Regions from separate parts of the Zea mays genome. Here region 1 is linked to region 2. A link is a contact called in public Hi-C data. All regions are on one chromosome and are shown on one strand. Each heading gives the region's core, a stretch centred on a gene start, on an enhancer-like site or on the middle of the called end of the contact. The rest is flanking DNA. Distances are from core to core; before and after follow the strand shown.

Region 1 (4,374 bases), core at 760-3,259, 280 kb after region 2:
TCTGAGGACATAGCCCACACATACTTCGCCAGCACCGCCATAACATTCGGTGTCAATTGATGAATTTGCACCTCAAACCTCCGTAGAACTTCAACCACGAACCGATGTGCTGGCAAACGAAGACTAGCAGCAAAAAAAGCCTCAAACACAACCAACTCTCCCTCCGGCTCAGGGACATCTTCAGCCCCTTGAGCCCGCCCAACTCCGCTTCCAAAGTAACCCAGCCGCTGCATCTCCAGCATGCAGCCCGAGTAAATCCTCAAGGTCTCGAATTCAACCGTATGACCGGCTACAGGTCCACCGCTGCAGAATCGCAATCGTCTTCTCAGACGACAATGTGGTCGACGACGCGGTCGCAATGGATGACAACGAGGAAGAGGACGGCATGGTCATGTACCGTCGGCGATGGCGAGCAGTCTGCTTGATGCGAGCCAGATCTTTGGTAGAGCGAGAGCAGAGAGGGCAAGCAAGCAAATGAAAGAGCTAGGGTTTCAGCAGCGGGCGCTCAAACAGGTGAAAAGCTCCAGCCTGGGCCCGACTTTTTATAGGCCAGGAGCAGCGCCTCGAGAACTCAACAGTCCCACAGTAACACGTCTCGTCAACGGTCACATTTCAAAAAAAACCTGCAGGACCACTTCGAGCGAGGGCAGCATTTTTGCCATCTTACGACAGATTTCGTCACCAGCTGACTTAGTCGAACTGGTCCCTCGGAGTGCAAATGTTGGGGCGAAGGCGCAACGCCCCCTCGCTCGAGAGGCCATCGTCAGAGGATTCAAGATTGGAGACCCTGAAGGCTTGAAGAGTGAGCTACATTACGAAGTGCATGGGGAGAACGCGCAGGCAAAGACTCGGGTGCTACCTCCACCTGGACAGGCTAGGGCGAAGACCATCAAGGACTTCGGAGACTGAACATTCAGGACTGTGAAGACCATGCATTGTAACCTGCCACTAATTGTAATAAGGGGCCCATGTATAGTTGGCCCATGCTACAGGATCCCGCCCGTAGGCCTCCGCGCGGGCAGAGCTGTTAGTGGGTCAGCCCATGTTTGTAATTAATTACGTTGTAATGACCCGCCATAACCCCCAGGGGGGAATATTCTGGGGATAACGTAGGTAATTGAGGGTATAATCGTATTTGACGGGGCAAAGCCGACCCTCGATTACCTATAAATACCCTCGTACTGCACCATTGCGGGCGATAGAAAAAAAACATTGTTGTCCTAATACATGTTGTCCTAATACACTGTGTTTATCGGCATCAAGTTGTTTCCCATTCTTCCACTATTTGAGCTTGGCTGACCGCGAGTTAGCAAGTTCTAACACAAACATGCCAGTTTATGCTTCAATTTATAGAAATTAGATTCACATTTCCTTAAAAACCAAGAAGTTGGCCTCTCCTAGCTTAAAAAAATAAAATTGGTTTCTTAAAAACTGGATTGTTCCAAACACGACCGAAGTTTGCTCAATAATTGCACATCTTCCGACTGTAGGGCCCCATAAGATATATACTCTAGGATCATGTCGAACCACTGTTATTGGAAAAGGTGGAAAGGTTTTTGCATGCCATCCATGGAAAACGTAACTGTAACTGCTCTTGTTTCTTCACTAGGTATGGAATGGATACCGGATACAATGGCAAATTCCAAAAGAGAACTGTAAATCGCCTGAAAAACAAAAGAGTACATAGATGCCGACACAGAGCAATGTATGTCAGTGTGTGGCTTAGCAGCTAAAGAGATACATAAGGCTTAGGTTTTTTACCACTACACAAATTAGTGCTCTAACGATGAAGAAAGAGATGAAGAGAATGGCAAACCCATAGCCTCTGTGTCACCATCGCCACGAGAACCATCGGATGGACGTGCCATGGCGGCACACAAAGCCAAAGCCGCCTTGAGGTCAGGATTCTTACATAGCAAACAGGGAGAAAATCTTTGCCTCTGAGCACGCGCATCATGGAGGCATGGAGCCATCAGCCACCGCACTGAAATCATGTGGGAGAAGAAGAAACAGCCAAGCAGTACACTGACGCCAACCTGAACCTGATGGCTGACTCCACAAGCCTCAGACCATAGTGTTTCCCAGCCATCTGGCACATCTCCGTGGATCTGTCCACTAACTGCTAGCTTTATCTGAATACCTGCGCTCTTGACATGCCAATAGACGATGCATTGAAAAGGGATGTTGTTAGCCTGTTACATAGTGAACAGGGACCACTTCAGGTGCTCTACTACCTCAAAAGAATGGACTCTGCCACAACGAAACAAATGCAAAGATAAAGCCTATCCTAAGAGTTCGCCTGTGAGAACTGAGGAGGAGATGTGATGCCAATGCCATGCCCATGCATGAGGAAATTGAGTGACTACTTGAGTCGGTTCTGACTTCAGGTTATGTCATGCGAGAAAAAAGCCTGCCAATGCAGTTACCAACACGCACTAAAATGTGCTGTCAAGCAGAGCAGAGCAGCCAGCCAAGTGGGCATCAATCCTGTCCTGTTATGATGACAGTAGACAGGTGACTTGAAAACATATAGAAAGTGTCTGTTTTGTTGTTACAGTACCCTGTCTGTTCTTGGCTTCTTGCTCCTCTCTAATAATCCCACGTGAGAAACATCTACAGATCACCGTCGATGGTTTAGAAAAAAAAATGGCAAAAGCTTGCCTTTCAGTTAAGAAGGGAAATAAATTTTAAACACATTAAAGATTGGGGCTAACTCTGAAGAGGCTTACCCCGTCTTTCTCCTTACCTCCAATCGACCTTGTGCTGTCCATAAGCAGTTCTAAAAAATTTGTCCAATTCCGTCTCTTTCCAGAGGTTGCCATTGGAATGCCAGTATTACTTTTTTTTCCAGCCTTTTGTGTCGTTGCTTCCCACCCAGAGCTGAATCGTCCGTGCCAGTGTTCTTAAGCCAACGCTTGACGCCAAATAAATTTTCAAGTGGTCTATTGCACAAAACCTAATAGTGTCATGGTGAGGCTATCCCCTTGAATTGAAGTCAATATCCGTCATGAGAATTTTGCTCTATACGAGTGTCCAACAAACAACCTACACTTGTTTTTGTCAGTAAAGAGAAGCAGGGTTTTTGTCCCGAGCGCAAGGGAAAGAGGAAACCTTCAAGTCGCATCTGGAAGGCAGTGCTCACACTCACAGTATGGCCGAAATATCGGCTGTAAATGGTTTCATAGTTTGTTTAACACTTGCCTGTTCCCTGGTGAATAGTCTTGACAGTCAAAAAAATCTTTTTAGCCTTGTTTTATTCTGCAGCTGACATTTGTTCGGTTAAGAATGCATTGGAGACATTAAGTGATAAAATCTCTTACTAGTTAAAATTAAATAAAAATAAATTTAATTTTTTTAAAGCTTGTTTGATTATATGGGTGGATTGAGGGCATTGGAGAGGATTAAGGGTCTGTTTAGATCCTTGTGGCAAATAGTTTGCCGGCTAATTTTAGCACCTTCACCTCCAAATAGGCTGACTAATAAATTGGCTAATTGTTAGTCGAAGAACCAGTAAATAGTTTGCCCATAACCAGTTAACGTTGCTAATAGGAACTAATAGATCGTACAAAGATAGCCAAGGCTACAAACATACCCTAGTTAATTTTTGCTAACTAATTATTTGACGGCTAATTATTAGCCACTAGCAAATAATAAGTTAAGAGGATCCAAACAGGTCCTAAATCTCTTGATGTTCAAAATTGAATAGAAGGTGATTTAACCCCCTCAATTCTCTCTAATCTCCATGCAACCAAATAAAGCCTTAGAGTCTATTCGGTTATAGGATGAGATTGAAGAGAACTAAAGGGGATTGAATCCCTTCTAATCCACTTCTAACCAAATAAGTCTTGTTCAATTGTACAGAGATTGAAGGAGAATAAATCCATTTCTATTCGATTTAGATTAGACAGGATTTTTAATCTACTTCGATCATCTTTGACCCAGGCCGGGCGTATATACGTCATTTCTCCTCATCCTGTCTCTACTTATTAATTGCTCGCAGCCCATAGAAGGCCTTGAGTAGGATTTAAGCACGGGTTTCGAACCGTCTTCTTCTCCTTATCCTTATGGAAATTTAAGAGAGAGATCACTCCACAGAATAACCGAGAGAGAAGATTCAGGCAACTCGGCGATTAAAGAAAGTGACTACTTTCGCTCATAGCTGGATAGAACTAGTACGAAAAGAGACCAAAAAAAGAGCCTTCCCAAGCTAAATGCTATTTTCTCTTTTTTTCTTACTGCTAAAGGTATCAGTAGGTTTAGATCACAGGAGGCAACGAACCACCAATCCAAACCGATGCCAGCAAATAAAACCAACGCTTAAGACGCTATTGGAGAATCTACTCCTAACCAAATAAGGCCTAAAGAGGAATAACA
Region 2 (4,467 bases), core at 843-3,342:
GCTCGCCTTAGTCGTCTGAGCCAACACCACTGTACTTTGAGAAGGTTTTTAAACTCCCTCCATAGCTGTTTGCCTCAGATGTTGTTCCTCCCTCCCTCGAGAAACGAGAGCAAGTGGCCGCGGGCGATCGCCGGCCTGCACGCGCACGGTCACGCCCCAAGAGTCTACGCGCTTTGCTTGATCGCAACAGTACGTGTAGTGCTGCCAGTGCCACTGCCAGGAGATGGCAGCTCAGAAGCTTCCGAGTGCAGCCAGCAGCCACTGCATGCTATTGCTTCGTGGACACTGTAGACAAATTTAATTACCCGTGGCTGCATCGGCGAATACAAATTTAATTCACCGCTGCTGCTCTCGAGGAAGTCGATCGAGATCCCAAATCAATTGTTTTTTTTTCACATCCCCGGAGCAACATCCATGGCTAGCTCTTCCTAGATTGCAGAGAAGCCGGCCTGCGCATCGGGGCGGCTGCTCGGCGAGCTTTAATCAACCGATGCAGTGTCCATCCACAGTACTAGTAGAAATTTGGTTCCGGTAACTACCTGAACTGAACAAGAAACCACAATGGCTCTTTGTATGTGCCAGACAGACGTCCGGCCATGCAGCTGTTGGTAGCGGCCGGCAGCGGCGCCGATCCCCCCGTTGCCCACAGAATAAGGAAGGGTCCTCTGGGCACATGGCGCCAAGCGGGCATGACACAAGGTCGGCTCGGGCGCTGCACCCACCCCTCATGGTTTCCAGCTCGGCATGAGAGACATCCGAGGCCCAATTAATAGGCCACATGAGACGCTAACCACTTGATTACGATCGATCTCCACTAGGTAATGGCACGGCGGCACAGGGCCCCAGGGAAATCCCTCTCCACATACACTGATGCCATGCCATGCCATGCCATGCTCCATCTTCTCAGCTAGTGGTAGTGAGCTAGGTCCCTGATTTGTGCCGATGAATCTGCCCCGGAAAGAGCAGAGCAGCAAAAGCGTCTGCTTTGCTCCAACGATTTGAATTTAAAAACAGAGCTCCGCACTGCTGCAATCGGCAATCCTACGGAATGAAAAGGATCCGTACCATACTGCTATACTGCATATATACTATTATATCTCGAGATATAGTGATATACTATAGCATCTGGCTTTGTGCCACAACTTGCTCTTCTAGGGAGGGAAATCTGGTAGTTTACAATTACAAGGCCAGAGATTACAGAACCTAATTAATCACTAACGCGAGCGATAAGATATTTTTCTTCTTCTTCTCGATCGATGCGACTCCGTCTTTTTGATTGTAACAGACATTGATGCTGGAGATGGACAACTAGTAGTAGGTTCCAGGTTTCCAATGGATGGATGGAATGCTTGCCACCCTAGATTTGTGTCTGCGGTGCCACCATATATATGCTTGCCTACTTTTATTAGTCAGTCAATTAGTTAGTTAGTTAGTTAATCAGGCCAGCTGCAACACGGGCATGGAGTGGCAGTTAACATCTGCACTCATCACACTGGACGTTAACATCTGCAGTGCAGTGCAGTGCACAGCACAGCCTGCTGAGCTGCCATTGCACATTTGCACCTGGCCAGTGCTGTGCGATGGCGCAGGAATCTTTAACTGAAGCAAAGCGCTGGCTCGTCACCAGATCGGACTCGAGAGCGTCAGAGCACTGAGGCACAGGAGGGGGGGAAGGACGGACAGCACATCGCGCATCTGCTGCAAATCTGGTGGGCACTACTACTCCTACCGAAAAGGCAAGGCTGCGGCTGCCAAAACGCCAAGCTTGTGCAGGGCAGGATGTGATCGATCCAGAGGGCAATAAAATGTGGAGGCACGCAGGGTCGCAGCAATAGCAAGGCTGGCTGCTTCTGTACTGTACCCGCGCTGGGCTGAGCTACTGTCGCCAACGCCATCACTCTCGCTCGCTACTGGCGAAAGGGAGGCACGCTACACTAGGATCAAGGGTGGAAGCTGAATTATTGAGAGAGAGAGAGAGAGAGAGAGAGATGTCGTTGGATTGATGGATGCCATTGCCATGCCATATGGCTGGTAGCGGCCGGAGGGCCAAGGACATGGCAGCGCTGCTGCGTCCTTCTCTCTCCAATCTCCATGCAGGGTACTACGGCATGGGTATTGCTAGCACCAAGCAGTGGTACTCGTTTAGCTCTATCTGTGTACCGTCCATGATATGGACCATCACATGCGCAGCACATGAGAGGCTGGCGGCGGCTACTGCAAGAGCAGCAGCCGCTAGCTGTTGTGGCCGGGCTTGGGGCATGGCGTTGCATACATAACCGTGTACCACCGACCGACCGCAGCCGATCGATCCATCAGATCTTGTGCGCGGCGACGTTTGTCGTGCATGCCATCGAGTTGCCCAGTTCATTTCATTTCCCGCCACCGGCATGCATGTCGCCATGCCAGCGTACCGCCGGTACGTACCTGGAGGCACGCGGTTAAGAAATATATGGAGTGCAAATGCAACCTCTCATGAATGCATGGCTCAGAGTCAGAGCCATGTATGTGGTCATGGCTGCACTGCAGGAGTGATGCAGCCAGCTTTTCTTTTCCATGGCACAAGGATGAGGATGAGTTGGTGCAAATGCGCGCACACATACACATACTCCTGACATAGCAGATTAGCAGGCTGTGCCTCTCTACTGTCTTATCATCAGGTGCAGTGCAGCAGAAAACTACACATTTACCGCTAGTCGAGTACCGTAGAGATGAACAGAAGATTCATGTGGGCATGACCAGGTAGTACTTGTGCCATGATCCTCCATTCACCGCCAGCCAGAAGCACTGAAGACGTAAGGCAGGCAGCAGGCAGCCATGCAAGCACAGCACGGAAACGTACGCGTACGGGCCCTCTGGTGCGTGTTGCTTTATGTTGCGTCAGCGATCCGAGAGATATTCATCAGAGCAGAGCATCTGCTGGCTGCGGCGGAGCGGAGCGGATGGAGGCGGCCCGCGGCCAGCGCCATGCGCCTAGCGGAAAGCCCATGCAGGGGCAGGCAGCCAGGCAGGGCGCCAGCCGGCACACGATACAAAGCAACGCTACGCTACGCTACGCGACGCGCGCGACGCGACGGCAGCGGCAGTGCCATCATTCAAGAGGTTCGTTACGCTGGCTGGCATGGCAGGGGCAGCAAGCGGCAGGCGCCAGTGGCTGGTGAATGTCCATGTCGTGGCAGAGGAGGGGCAGGGAGGGGCGCCAGGGCGTCGCCTGGTCCCGGCCTGGTCGTGTCCGTGTCCGTGTCCACCCCCACCCAAAAGTAAACCCCTCCTCCCTCTCGATTGTCTCTGCATTTATATTTATAGTTTCGTAAAAATACATTTTGTGATTAGTTTAATATAATTTATCTATATAATTTATATTGTAAATGTCAATATATTTTTATCTATAATTGATTATACTTATAAGATATTAAAGCACCGCAATATATTAGAATTGCATTCTTTCTAGAACGGTGGGAAGCAGGAAGTACTCTAGTTGGCTGCACATAGATCGGTGTCTAAATACTAGCGTCGTTTGGCTATCTGAATCGGTTCTGATTCTTATTATAATCCTGAGAAACACAGCAAAGAGGATAACTGTGAAACATTACAGTCAAGAAACGTTTCTCGATATCTGTCTTGTCCTTGAGTCAGCCGGAGAGTAGTTCCACATTGTTTTTATTGTATTGTAATAAAAATGAGATCGAGGGAATCAAATGACAGCCACTGTTCATTGTTGAAGGGTGATTACATATATATACACATGGAGGGGTGCAAACCAAGAGACATGTCCTTTGCTGAGATCACCGCCACCACTTGGAGAATTGACGACATGTTTATTTTCCAACACTCCCCCTTGATCGATTCTAACTTCATTTGATCATCCTTCAGCTGTTCTTCCAAGATATTGTTCTCCTTCAAAACCCTATGGAAAAAATAAGGAGTATACTTGTCGGAGAGGGAATTCTCCGGCCAGGTGGCGGAATGCACCCGCCCTAAATCCTAAGATGAGGAAGGGGCTTAAGCGTTTTGCCTGTCCTGCTAAGCAATCGTTGAGCACATGAACACACGAGGATTTAGAGTGGTTCGGGCCGCCGGAGCGTAACACCCTACTCCACTGTGTATTGGATTGCTGTGGAAGCTTGAGAGTTAAGAGTCTAAGAGAGCTTGAGTGCTCGTGAGCTTGAGTGCTAGTGAGCCTGAGTGCTAGTGAGCCTGAGTGCTAGTGAGCTTGTGTTGTAACGTTGCATGCCTCCCCTTTTATAGCTCAGGGGGTATGCACAAGGGTACTGAGCCCCGACATGTGGGCCCAGGAACATAACGGATGTAGCACTTGGAGCCACTAATGTTTGCTGTTGGAGCAATCTCCTTGCGCCCTGACATCCGAGATCTGCATAGTATCGACGTGCAGGGGAAGCTTCTCGTACAAGGGATGATGGACACAGTGTGCCGCGTAGCACGGGCGCACTGTTTGACAATGGATTGGAC

What was found. Hi-C and Micro-C count contacts between places; a contact is called where the count stands out from the background.
Region 1: a contact with region 2 is called in a Hi-C map of tassel, with 5 times the contacts expected there. The contact joins two enhancer-like sites. A contact is called at or near these places in 6 of 25 Hi-C or Micro-C datasets (ear, endosperm, leaf and 2 more).

Annotation. Positions count from the first base shown.
Region 1 is chr5:112,834,387-112,838,760 of Zm-B73-REFERENCE-NAM-5.0, forward strand. No RefSeq gene overlaps it. Among protein-coding and RNA genes, the nearest start is that of LOC100280217, 55 kb to the right of the region's middle. Within about 2 kb of position 2,010, at least 6 of the 20 cell types and tissues checked have an H3K27ac peak or open chromatin away from gene starts, as enhancers often do. A contact at or near this core is called in tassel, where this site is marked.
Region 2 is chr5:112,554,424-112,558,890 of Zm-B73-REFERENCE-NAM-5.0, forward strand. No RefSeq gene overlaps it. Among protein-coding and RNA genes, the nearest start is that of LOC118472046, 120 kb to the left of the region's middle. Within about 2 kb of position 2,093, at least 13 of the 20 cell types and tissues checked have an H3K27ac peak or open chromatin away from gene starts, as enhancers often do. A contact at or near this core is called in tassel, where this site is marked.